2 separate regions of the Sus scrofa genome follow, and region 2 is linked to region 1. The links are chromatin contacts, called in public Hi-C maps. All regions are on one chromosome and are shown on one strand. Each heading gives the region's core, a stretch centred on a gene start, on an enhancer-like site or on the middle of the called end of the contact. The rest is flanking DNA. Distances are from core to core; before and after follow the strand shown.

What was found. A called contact is a pair of places that touch in the nucleus more often than the background predicts.
Region 2: a Hi-C map of epiblast stem cells shows a contact between it and region 1, with 2.3 times the contacts expected there. The contact joins the promoter of DHODH here to the promoter of AP1G1 in region 1. A contact is called at or near these places in 2 of 47 Hi-C or Micro-C datasets (epiblast stem cells and liver) and 1 of 2 datasets of contacts at active chromatin or transcription factors (alveolar macrophages).

Annotation. Positions count from the first base shown.
Region 1 is chr6:14,806,723-14,812,706 of Sscrofa11.1, reverse strand. AP1G1 (AP-1 complex subunit gamma-1) reads left to right here and starts at 2,886. Exons shown (of 24, transcript XM_003126897.6): 1 at 2,886-3,297.
Region 2 is chr6:14,940,489-14,946,472 of Sscrofa11.1, reverse strand. It overlaps DHODH (dihydroorotate dehydrogenase (quinone), mitochondrial), which reads right to left and starts at 3,575. Exons shown (of 9, transcript XM_021093829.1): 1 at 3,488-3,575; 2 at 871-1,083. The coding sequence starts at 3,508. The region is part of intron 3 of LOC102158108 (a long non-coding RNA gene); the gene reads left to right.

The DNA of each region.
Region 1 (5,984 bases), core at 1,637-4,136:
TGGGTGCAGCAAAAAAAAAAAAAAAAAAAAAGATCGAGGTGTATTTTATTGGCAGTATAGTATTCCACTTTACTGACATGCTGCAATTTTTTTTTTTTTTTGGCTTTTTAGGGCTGTACCGGTGGCATATAGAAGTTCCCAGGCTACAGGTCCAATTGCAGCTGCAGCTTCTGGTCTACACCACAGCCAGAGCAACACCAAGATCTACATGTCTTCCATCTACACCACAGTTCATGGTAACGCTGGATCCTTAACCCACTGAGTGAGGCCAGGGATCGAACCCATGTCCTCATGGATACCAGTTGGATTCCTTTCTGCTCAGCCATGACGGGAACTCCATGATATGCTGTAATTTATTTATCTGAAATTTGAGATTATGTTTGAGCAGACGGGGGATTAAGTCTTCCCAAGCTTTAATAGCTAGCCACAGAAACCAAAGACCCCAGGATAGTGACGATTATGCTTTATATTGGGTCAATTGCTTTTAATTTTCAGTTGCATTAGTGGAGGAATTTGGTGATTATAAAGTAAAAAATATATGAAGGGGATTTATACTTTATGATGTTTGTCATCATTTTTTCTTTAATGTTCTGCCACTTGGCCTGGTAGAGTAGGAGTTCCTTCCCCTTTCTTAAGAGTATGGTTTAAATTTTGTGGTTTGCAATGGTAAACACAAATTCAACTTATAAGTAAATTGTGACTTGCAAACAGAACACTTTAGCTGACTGCTTTGCAACCGGCAAGCACCCTACTTTTATAGGAACCTCATATTTTACTTTAGCATGCGTTCATGCGTAGCTATGCCTCAAAGAAAACTGTGTTGGCATTATCATGGTATTTTCGTTTTACACTTTTCTTTTTTCTTTTTGTCTTTTTGCCTTTTCTAGGGCCGCTCCCATGACATATGGAGGTTCCCAGGCTAGGGGTCCAATCGGAGCTGTAGCCACCAGCCTATGCCAGAGCCACAGCAATGCGGGATCCGAGCCAAGTCTGCGACCTACATACACCACAGCTCACAGTAGCGCCGGATCCTTAACCCACTGAGCAAGGCCAGGAATCGAACCCGAAACCTCAGGGTTCCTAGTTGGATTCGTTAACCACTGGGCCATGATGGGAACTCCCATTTTACACTTTTCTTTAGTTGCCCTGTGATCCAGGGCTGCACTGTAGAGCAGTGCAAGGAGGGGGTATGAGGTGACTGAATTCCTTAAGCATTCTCTCCAAATGATTTGCTCTCGGTTGATACCACCCTAAGTATGGGAGAGGGGTGGGTGGATGTATATTATTTTCTAATTCATAAGGTAGCACCATGTAGAACCCCAATGGGTTAGGGAGTGGGAGAGTAGTTCAGCAAGTCACAGCTTTTCTGAGTCTGTCTCCTTATTTGTAAAACAAAGCTCTTTTTTTTTTTTTTTTAAAGCTGCACTGGCGGCATATGGAAGCTCCCAGGCTAGGGGTCAAATTAGAGCTGCAACTGCCGGTTTATACCTGGTCTGTGACCTACACCACAGCTTGGGCACTGCCAGATCCTTAACCCATTGAGTGGGGCCAGGGATTCAAGCTGCATCCCACGGATAGTAGGTTTGTAACCTGCTGAGCCACAATGGGAACTCCTAAAACTAAGCTAGTCCGACTCAGGAGGTGGTCATGTGGGTCAAATTAAATTATATATATGAAGAACTTATTATATACAATGCAATATCAATATTTAATAAAAATGATGTTACTATTATTACACTCTTGGTCTCCTTTCTTTCCAGCCTTGGCATGCCCCAATTGTTCAAGAGCAAAATTGTAAGGTGGCCCTACTCAATTTTTGTAAAATGCTTTGAAATCCCTTCCTGAAAATGGCTAAGGAAAAAAACCTCCTGTCTATGACAGGTCCTAAACTCAAGGTTTGTGGTTGATTCAGCTCTTTGTCATCTAGCTAGGTGCTGTGCTTTGTTCACTTTTGGGGATATTCTATTGCCATTCTACCTGAATGATTTTAGTTTAGATAGGTCACCTTTCCTTTAAACAGGCCAAGATATCATGGTAGTCTTTATGTGCACGTGGAAAATATTCGTGTAAGGTGTTAGTAATTATTTATCAAGCCAGGACCTGGCTGATGCCTCAGGTTGGCCTGTATAGTTGGCCTGTCTTTGGCGCAGGTCATCATGGCATGGAGTCAGTGAGAAGGCACACTCTGAAAGGTTTTAGCTATCGATAGTCCAAATCCTCTTTTTTTACATGAGAAAACTGAGTCCCAGAGACTTTAAATGTCTTGTTCAATGCAGGAGGTTGAGAGATGATACTGGGGTTGGAATCTGTTCTTCTGTGTCTTCTGCTTTTTTTTTTTTTTGTTTTTTTTTTTTGCTTTTTAGGGCCGCATATGTGGCATATGGAAGTTCCAAGGCTAGGGGTCCAATCTGAGCTACTGGTCTAAGCCACAGCCACAGACAGCAAGGAAGGATCCCAGCCGCGTCTGCAGAGTACACCACAGCTCATGGCAACTCCGGATACTTAACCCACTCATATCCTCATGGACTCTAGTCGGGTTCACAACCCGCTGAGCCACAACGGGAACTCCTTCTAACTCTATTTTCACAAAATACGTTCCAAGGTGCCATAAAACCTCAGAGTCCAAGATCACTTGGAGTATGTTTCTGAAATTAAACCTAAAGAGAATGCTAAGGTCTCAAAGAAGATAGGAAAAGAATCTAGGGTTCTCATGGCATAGGACCCACTTAGCCTAGCTCAGAGTTCTCCGCCCCCACCTGCCTCGGCTCTCCACTTCCTCCGCTACCTTGCAAGCCCCACCCTCTTCAGGTGGCCCCGCCACTTCCTGGTAGCCCAGCTTCCCCACCCCCTACCCCAAGCGGAACCAATGTCCCTGGGCCCCGGGGTCGACCGGATCTTTCTTGCTCCTACTCTTCGCAGCGGTGACTCGGCAGCAGCGTCTCGCGTCATCAGTGACAGCCCCGAATTTTGCTACGCTTTGCGTCGCTCTGCCAGAGCAGTCACCTCCTCCTTGGCAAATAGTCCTCGGTGGGGTCCGAGTTCCTGGATAATAAGAGGGGGGAGGCACGAGAAATTGCAGCCAGGGGACAAGGGATCAACAAGCAGAGGGAGCTAGGGACTGAAGTTTCTGCGATAGTGTGCGAAGTTAGTTAAAAAAAACTCCCTCCCTCCTAAGAATCCTTCCGCCTGCAGTAGCGGTGGTGAGGCTGAGGGAGCCGCCATTTTGGATGTTCGGTTCCTGCTGCCACTGCTGCCGCCGCCCCCGAAGCTGCTGGTTTCATTCGAGGTTTCGGGCCGGTGAGTGTCACTCGTGGCGCTAAGAGCATACTGCTTTTTTTTGCCCAGTGCCTGTCAAGAGCGCTCGGCCGGAGACTTCCTGTCAATTCTAGGGGTCCGGTCCCAGGCCGTGGGGGGTGAGAAGAGAGGACGGAGGCTGAGCCTGTAGGGGCCCGGAGCCCCAGGAGCTCCTCGACTTCTTGAGGGCCGACCCCGAGGCCTCGGACCGGGAGGCTCTGCGCGCGGCCGCCTTCCGTGCTGCGGCGTTGCCCGGCTGGTGTGGGCCTTCTTGAACCCATTGACTTTCTCAGGCTGAGATCCTTCTTTGAGGGCTCATTCAGAAAGCCTAGGGTTAGCGGGGCGGGTCCCACCTCGGGCGGGTCCCACCCCCGCGTGTCTTCTCTGTGCCACGTATCAGCGTTCTTGTATCTTGTACCCTTGTCAGGTCTTTCGTAGAACTCTCATCGGCGTTTCCAAATGCTTCGTTAGTCGCTGTCTGCACCTGCATTGCTGTTCTCTTAGAACCGGACATTGGCCTCGCCTCTCTCTAACCTTCCTACCAACTTCTTTCCCAGTTTTCCGGGTGTTTCTTTTTCATTTTCTTTTTTTCTTAAACTCATCTGCCAATACACTGCTTATCTTCTCTCAAACTCCTGATCCTGTAGGTGTCAACTACTAATAATTCTCTCGGTCTTCTTAACTGTTGGGGAGAGTCAGGACGGTTGGTTGTGTTTCCCTGTTAGGGTTTTGTTGTAGGAGACGGGTCGAACCACTCGCTCAGAGTGTAAATATTTGTAAAGCTAATGAAACGGCTTTGCGGAGAGGAGGTGGTAGGGAGAGGCTGTCAAATGTTTTCGCATTTGTGGGGTTCCCTTCCCATGCTGAACACTTAACTTTTGGGTACTTTTTGATATTTATGTATGGTGTATATCATTGCCTATGAAAATCTACCTGTGAAAAAGAATTTCAATCTGACATAGATAGAAAGGAAAGTAACTTTTTCGGCTGCTCTGGGCATTGCTTAACAGAAGAGAGGAGTGAATGAACATATCTTAGTGACCTTAACTTTCAGTTGGTTTGTACAGTAATGTTCTTTGTTGGCTGATTCTAAAAAAGTACTTGGATTAATTTCGTGTATTGTATTTTTCTGGGGATAGTTGGATTTTAAATATCCGCTTTCATTATTCCCCATAATACTTGTCAGACTGTATACACCTTAACTTTTTTGGTTTAAAAATATAGACTCCCCAGATACCCATAATCTTACTTTTATTTTGCTCTTAACATGTTTATATTATAGCGTGCTTGAATAAAAGGCATTTCACAGTAATTCACTGATTATTTCCTACATTTCAAGTTAGGTGAGTGTTATTGAGTCACTTGTATTTCATCTCAGCCTGGATTTTTACATCTGCAAAAGAATAATAACTGACTTGAAATTGTAGCCTAGTGATTTAAACTTAGATTTATAACTTGAACTGGGTCAGATTTTTTAGTACTTCTAATCCATTTATAAGTGTATTATTCTTATCCTCAGGTTATTATCAGGTAGATAAATTCCGCTGCTAGTCATGTTTTCAGAAGAGTGAATGTTTTCATTGTAAATAGTGTTTTTGTTATTTGTTATAAGGAGACTTTACAAAAATACATTAGTTACTATTTGTGTATTTACTCTGAAGCTGTGGAGTTTCTCTTTTCCTTGAAAGAACTGTCAAACAGAACATAGATGGAATCCTCACTCATTTACTAAGTATCCTCTTGTAGTTGCTACTGACATATTCCATTTTTGAGTTCCACTTTAAAAACAAGGTATTGGAAGAACTATCACATAGGTATTATTTACTCGGTTTATTTCATGGAATTGTGTACTGGTATTTAAATACCATTCATTCTTAGGTGGTTTGTGTTCAGTTGGAGAAAGTGTCCTTTTGCTTTGCAAATGATAAGCAAAACACCATCGATTGATTAGCACAGACTTGAGTATCTACTTTGTCTAAAGAGGTTGAGATTGTACTTGAAATTAACATCATTTAGGAAACCTCAATTTATTTTCTTTTGGAAGCAATTGCTGTTCTCTAATCTGTTTCACTGACAGGAGTTCTAGATTTGGAGGTGTATTTTAGAGTGAAACTATAAAGTACAAAAATTGTCAGCAGTGCCTTTGTGATACTTAATTCCACTATTTATTTTTAAAGTCTTGAAATCAATCATGTACAAACACTCACTTTTTTTGTGATTTGTAAGGACTCTATACAAATTGAAAAAGTTGAACGAATATTTTCCAAAATATTATTTTTTAATTAAAAAAATTGAATTGGAAAACTACATACCAGAACAGATTTCAGCGTGCTTAATCCCCGTATTTGCATTTGCTGAGGATTTAAAAATTTTATGTATATAGCAGGATTTAATTGATATCAAACTTTAAAACTCTTACTTGGATTTAGTTTCAGAAAATTTTAAACTAGTCTTATTTTTCTTTAAACTGCCCCAACTTGTTTAGCTGTTTTTGGCACTTGTCATTCAGTCTTTGCTTTATAAATTGTTTTCAGTTCTTGATTTTTGGCTTTCTTTCATCACTTTGTTACTTTTATTCAGTTTCTTTCATGCAGGATATTTAAAGTAGCAAGCAATTTTAAAATTAAGAGAACATAAAGATTTATCTAAATTCATGTTTCTTGGCTTAAGGTTTTTGAAAATCATCTTTG
Region 2 (5,984 bases), core at 2,326-4,825, 130 kb before region 1:
CCAGCGATGGAGGTCAGATGGGGCTGGCATGAGGCCAGAGCCTCTGTGTAGAGGGACCCCCCCTGCTTTGCCAAAGGTCTCTTTATGCCACTTGGCTTTGAGGAAAGACCTACCTTAGTACCCGTTTTCTCGAACGGAAAGGAATACAATGAGGATTTTCACCTCTTGAAAAAAAAGGTGACACAACTGCTGAAAACTTTAAGACGGGAAGTAAACGAGATTCTAAAATGAAAAGGGAAAATGGAGAAAAGGCCTCTTGGATAAAGTAACCCTTCCCCAAGGAGGTGAGTGCTGCTTGTTGATGTTGTCTTCATGCTCATAATCCTTGTAATCCCCCCCCACCCCCAATTTGGTAAGAAGCCTCTCAAAACTGTCAAGAGATGAGGACGTGGAGGCTTCCACATTGTTAGCTGCAGAGACCCCAGCACACAGAAAAGTAGGGGACCCATGCTGGGGCCTGTGTGTTGAATGAAGCACGGAATGAGGCTGGGACAGGAGCTGCATGCTCTCCTCGAAGGGCTTGGCTAGACGTGCTGACGTCATGTTAGATGCTGGCACGCTTCCCTTTTCAGCAGAAGTGAGCCCCAAGCTACTGAGACCTCGGCCAGGCAAATGGTGGCCAAGGGGACAGATGCCAAGCCAGATTCCATGGGTTTGAATCCTGGCTCTGCCACTTTCCAGCTGTGTGCCTTTGGGTAAGTCGCTTAACTACCCTGTGCCTCAGTGTTCCTGATCTGTAGATGGGGATGACTCTTGGAGGGGCTAACCTGGGGCTCTAGTTTTCAAGAGGATCAGCCCCAGCTGAATACATTAGGGGACTCTGACCTTGACCCTTGTATCTATTGCCCAAGGTGTTACAGGAGCACCTACCAGCATGTCAGAGTCTTGAAACGTGGCCCGAGGAAGGAGCCCCAGGGATGTGAAGCGAATGGCCAGCCTGTGAGCTGTCTCTGGGTCTAGCAGCCCCTGCAGAGCCGGCATCAGGAGTTCCCTGTAGAAACGCTCATCCCCCGTGGCTGTCAGGTAGGAGGCGAAGAGAAGTCCTCCGCCCCCCAGGATCACCATGGCATCCTGGGCCCGCTTCTGGAAAAGAGAGCCAGTGGGTCCCCCTCAGGGTGAGGCTGCAGCACCCTCTCGGAGCCCTTTGCACAGAGAGGACATGACCGCCTTTCGTGGGAAGCCGTGTCCCTTGCCTTGGGATAACCCTGGTCTCCTCCGTTTCTGCCTCACGGTCGGAGGCTGTATCTCCACTTGTGCTGACACACATTCCTCTGGCCGAGGGCCTGCAGGCTAGAGGTTTCAAGAGGGGCAGTACTGCCCTCTAGGGACATGCGGTAGGCATCTGGAGGAGAATGCTAATCCTTTTAGTGAGCAGCAACCAGCAAAGTCAGAATTGTCTCCAACCCGTATGACATTTGAACATCCTACTGACATTCACTAGGTAAAAATAGCTGAGCCTAGAGCCACCAACTCTATTTATTGTATTTATCAACACAATCTCCTGTGTGTGGTTTTGTTGTTTGTTTTGTTGTGCTGTTGTTGAGTTTTAGGGCCACACATATGGCATATGGAAGTTTCCAGGCTAGGGGCTGAATAAGAGCTGCAGCTGCTGGCCTTCACCACAGCCACAGCCATGCAGGATCCAAGCTGTGTCTACAACCTATACCACAGTGCACAGCAACGCCAGATATTTAACCCACTAATGGAGGCCGGGGATCAAACCCGCATTCTCATGGTTACTAGTCAGGTTTGTTACTGCTGAGCCACAATGGGAATGCCTACTCCTGTCTGGTTTTCATCTGCATTGACTTTCTAGGAATGCAGTTACCTTGTAGATTAATGAATGACTGTACTGTTTTGCACAGAATGTTACCAAGAATCACTCACCATTTCAGAAAATCCCATCTAGAATGGTTCAGTGCTTTGCTTGAGTTTGACAATAAAATGTACCTGTCACACTAGAATTTCTAAGTAGAGGTTTAAACACCAGACTCATTACCTAGGTGACTCATGCCCTACCATTTATGGGTCAAAATACATATTTTATTATAAATTCATTTCTGTTTTACATCCAAGTTAGGACATTACATTTCAAGATAACAAAGTTGCAAAAAAAAAAATTTTTAAAGGACTGTCGGGTCTTCTAGGATCAAGCTCAGATGTTGCTCATAATGCTTTTCTCTATCACTGCCAGATGCTGAATTACTAATCCATTAATGCGATCATTCAGTGCATAGTGACTGAACAAAGATGGCCTAAACCTACCAGGCCCTGTCTTTTTTTTTTTTTTTTTTTTTTTTTTTTTTTTTTTTTGTCTTTTTTGCCATTTCTTGGGCCGCTCCCTCGGCATATGGAGTTTCCTAGGCTAGGGGTCGAATCAGAGCTGTAGCTGCCAGCCTACGCCAGAGCCACAGCAATGCTGGATCCGAGCCATGTCTGCAACTTACACAACAGCTCACAGCAACACGGGATCGTTAACCCGCTGAGCAAGGACAGGGATCGAACCCGAAACCTCAGGGTTCCTAGTCGGATTCACTAATCACTGAGCCACGACGGGAACTCCTATCAGTCCCTGTCTTAATGAGAAAGTACAACCTCAGGAGGAGACAAATCGATGATCATGCAGACGTAACTGTGACAGTGCTATGAAAAAGAGCAAAGGGTGATGGCAGAACCTACCCAATCTGAGAGGTAAGAGAAAGGCTTCCTTGAGGAAGTGCCTTAAAGCCGATGTTCATAGGATAAATAGAAGTTACTTTGGGATGGCTGTGTGTACAGGGGATGGGGATGGCTGTGTGTACAGGTTTTCTCTCTGGCTGCACAGGAAAATGAGCTGCATCCAAGTAATGAGGGATGGGGAAAGGTTTATCTGGAACCAAGGAGTGAGGAAAAGTATGGCTTAAAAAGCTGGGGAGACAGGCAGGGATTTTTGGCCAGCATAAAGATGTGTTTTGTTCCCTAAACAAGGGAGTAATAAAGACCTAATCCGATGTGCCTTTAAGGATCATTCCTAGCCATCAACATAGCTGCAGCAGTTACTTTCTTGCTTCTAGACTCCAGATTGTAGGAACGCCCCTCAGGTCGATCAACAAATAGCTGAGCGCCGTTACACAGACCCTGCCCTAAAATTTTATCTAAAGGGGTTGGGGCCGTGTCTTACTAAAGTTAGTTCCAGGTTGGATCCAACACAGGGGGCTAGGCGGTCCTGTATTCACTAGCGTCCCTATGCCAGGCTTAACAAAGGCCCGAGTGCGCTGACACAGATCGGCTTACATTTGCCATTTACACACAGTGACCAAGCACACGTGTAAATGCACACGCACGATCATTTGCAGCTGCCCTCACAGTCAGACAATGTGCCAAAGAGGTCTATGCTCTTGGAGCGCCTCTGGTCCACACCTGGCCCAGGCTAGCCCTCCATCCTCCCCTCGGTCCGCATCCCAGTAGTCCTCCCTCTCAGCTGTACATCAGCACCAGCTGGACTCACTTTGAGCTGTCGCCACGCCATGCTTCTTCCTCCACTGGGCCCGCCTCTGTCTCGTTTCCATTGGAGAGGATGGTGGTGAGTCCTCTAATCCCCGCCCCTTTTCCGACTCACCAATCGCCGGGCAGGAGGGTGGGGCTGGCTTCCTCCGAGGCGGGAAAAGGCCCTGCTCTGCCCTTAGGAGCTGGTTGGACGCTTTGCGCGATGATCACGCCTCTTCCGCCAGCAAATTCGACCTCCCGGCGTCTGGGCGGAGAGTCGCCCAGGGGCAGAGCGCTCAGCTAGGGCGCGTGCGAACTCTTCTGTGGTTTGTAATCTGGACGTTCTGACTGCTTACTGGTTGGTTCTTTGAGTCTGAACAACACTCTAACCAGTTTTTTTTGGATCATTTAAGTTAAACATTTTGGTGGAGTGCTTGTGCTTTAGGTAAAGAATGGATTGAGAGTATATCTGGGAGTTCCCATCATGGCTCAGTGGTTAATGAATCTGACTAGGAACCATGAAGTTGCGGGTTCGATCTCTGGCCTCACTCAGTGGCTTAAGAATCCGGCAACTGAGCTGTGGTGTAGGTCGCAGACACAGCTCGGATCTGGCGTTGTTGTGGCTCTGGGCTAGGCCAGTGGCTACAGCTCCGATTAGACCCCTAGCCTCCCTAAAAAGAACGAAAGACACCCCCCCCAAAAAAAAGCCTAAAACGTATGTATGTTTATAAGGGTGTCAGGAAATGAAGACTTACTGAACTTTGAAAACTGAAAATGTCCTGGCACCAATCTCATTGTAGCCCCGACTGAGTCCTCTGCTCAGAAAGCTTGTACCTAAATAGCAAACTCTTATTTTCTTGGTATTTGAAACGTTTTAGTTCCCACTACTGACCCTCCCCATCCCCCCCCCCCACAGAGAGCATTATTTCTTTATAAAGCTGCTGTCTCACTTCTATGTGTTTATTCTGATGGATTCATCTGCCAAGGTGCCTATTTTCATCTTTTTTTTTAATATTTGTTTTTTTTTAACTCGGGGAATATTAAATTGAATTGTACAACCATCATCACAACCTAACTTTATGTTTCTGTCCCAAATCCACAGCCCATCTCTCCTGGCCCCAACCTGCCCCTTTTTAAGGTTTTTAAATGTCTGTGAGTCAGTTTGTCTTGGGCAAATAGCATATTGTATCCTTTTTTTAAAATTACTTATTTAATCTTTTTAGGGCTGCATCAGTGGCCTATGGAGGTTCCTATGCTAGGTGTGAAATCTGAGCTGTAGCTGCTGGGTAGTCATCTTGGTTGGAGGTTTTTTCATCACGTTAAGCATATCATGCCACTCCCTTCTGGTCTGCAGAGTTTCTGCTGAAAAATCTGCCATAACCTTATTGGGGTTCCCTTGTATGTTATTTGTTTCTTTTCCCTAGCTGCTTTCAATATTTTCTGTTTGTCTTTAATTTTGGTCAGTTTGATTAATACGTGTCTTGGGGCATTCCTCTTTGAGTTTATTTTATATGGTAACTCGTTGTGCTCCCTAGATTTGAGTGAGTGGTTCCTTTCCCACGTTAGGGAAGTTTTTGGCTATTATCTCTTCAAATATTTTTTCTGTCCCCTTCTCTCTCCTTCTTCTGTCACCCCTATAGTACAGATGTTGGTGCGTTTAACATTGTCCCAGAGTTCTCTGAGACTCTCTTCATTTGTTTCCAATGTTTTTTCTCTTTTCTGTTCCACATCCAACTGTATTTCCCCTAATCTGTCCTCCACCTCGTTTATTCGTTCTTCTGCCTCCTATATTCTGCTGTTAGCTGCTTCTAGTGAATTTTTCATTTCAGTTATTGTATTTTCCATCTCTGCTTAAGTTTTTTTTTTTTTTTTTTTTGGTCTTTTTGTCTTTTTGTTGTTGTTGTTGTTGTTTCTTGGGCTGCTCCCGCGGCATATGGAGGTTCCCAGGCTAGGGGTTGAATCGGAGCTGTAGCCACCGGCCTACGCCAGAGCCACAGCAACGCGGGATCCGAGCCGCGTCTGCAACCTACACCACAGCTCACGGCAACGCCGGATCGTTAACCCACTGAGCAAGGGCAGGGACCAAACCCGCAACCTCATGGTTCCTAGTCGGATTCGTTAACCACTGCGCCACGACGGGAACTCCTCTCTGCTTAAGTTTTATGTTTTATCTCTTTGCTCAGTGTTTCCCATAAATTATCCATCTTTGTCTCCAGTTTATTTCCAATGTCTTGCATCATCTTCAGCATCAATGGTCTAAAGTCTTTTCCCTGGAGGCTGAGAATCTTCTGATGACTTAGCTGTTTTTCTGGGTTTTTTTCTTTCTCCCTCATCTGAGTTATAATTCTGCCTTTTCATTTTTACAGGTTTTTGGTGTGGTGATCTTTTTACAGATAATAGAGTTGTAGCCTCTTACTTCTGGCGTCTGCCCCCCTTGTGGCTGAAGTTGATACAGGGCAGGCTTGCTGTAGGCTTTCTGATGGGAGTGGCTGGTGCCTGCCCTTTGGTCTGGGGAGCTG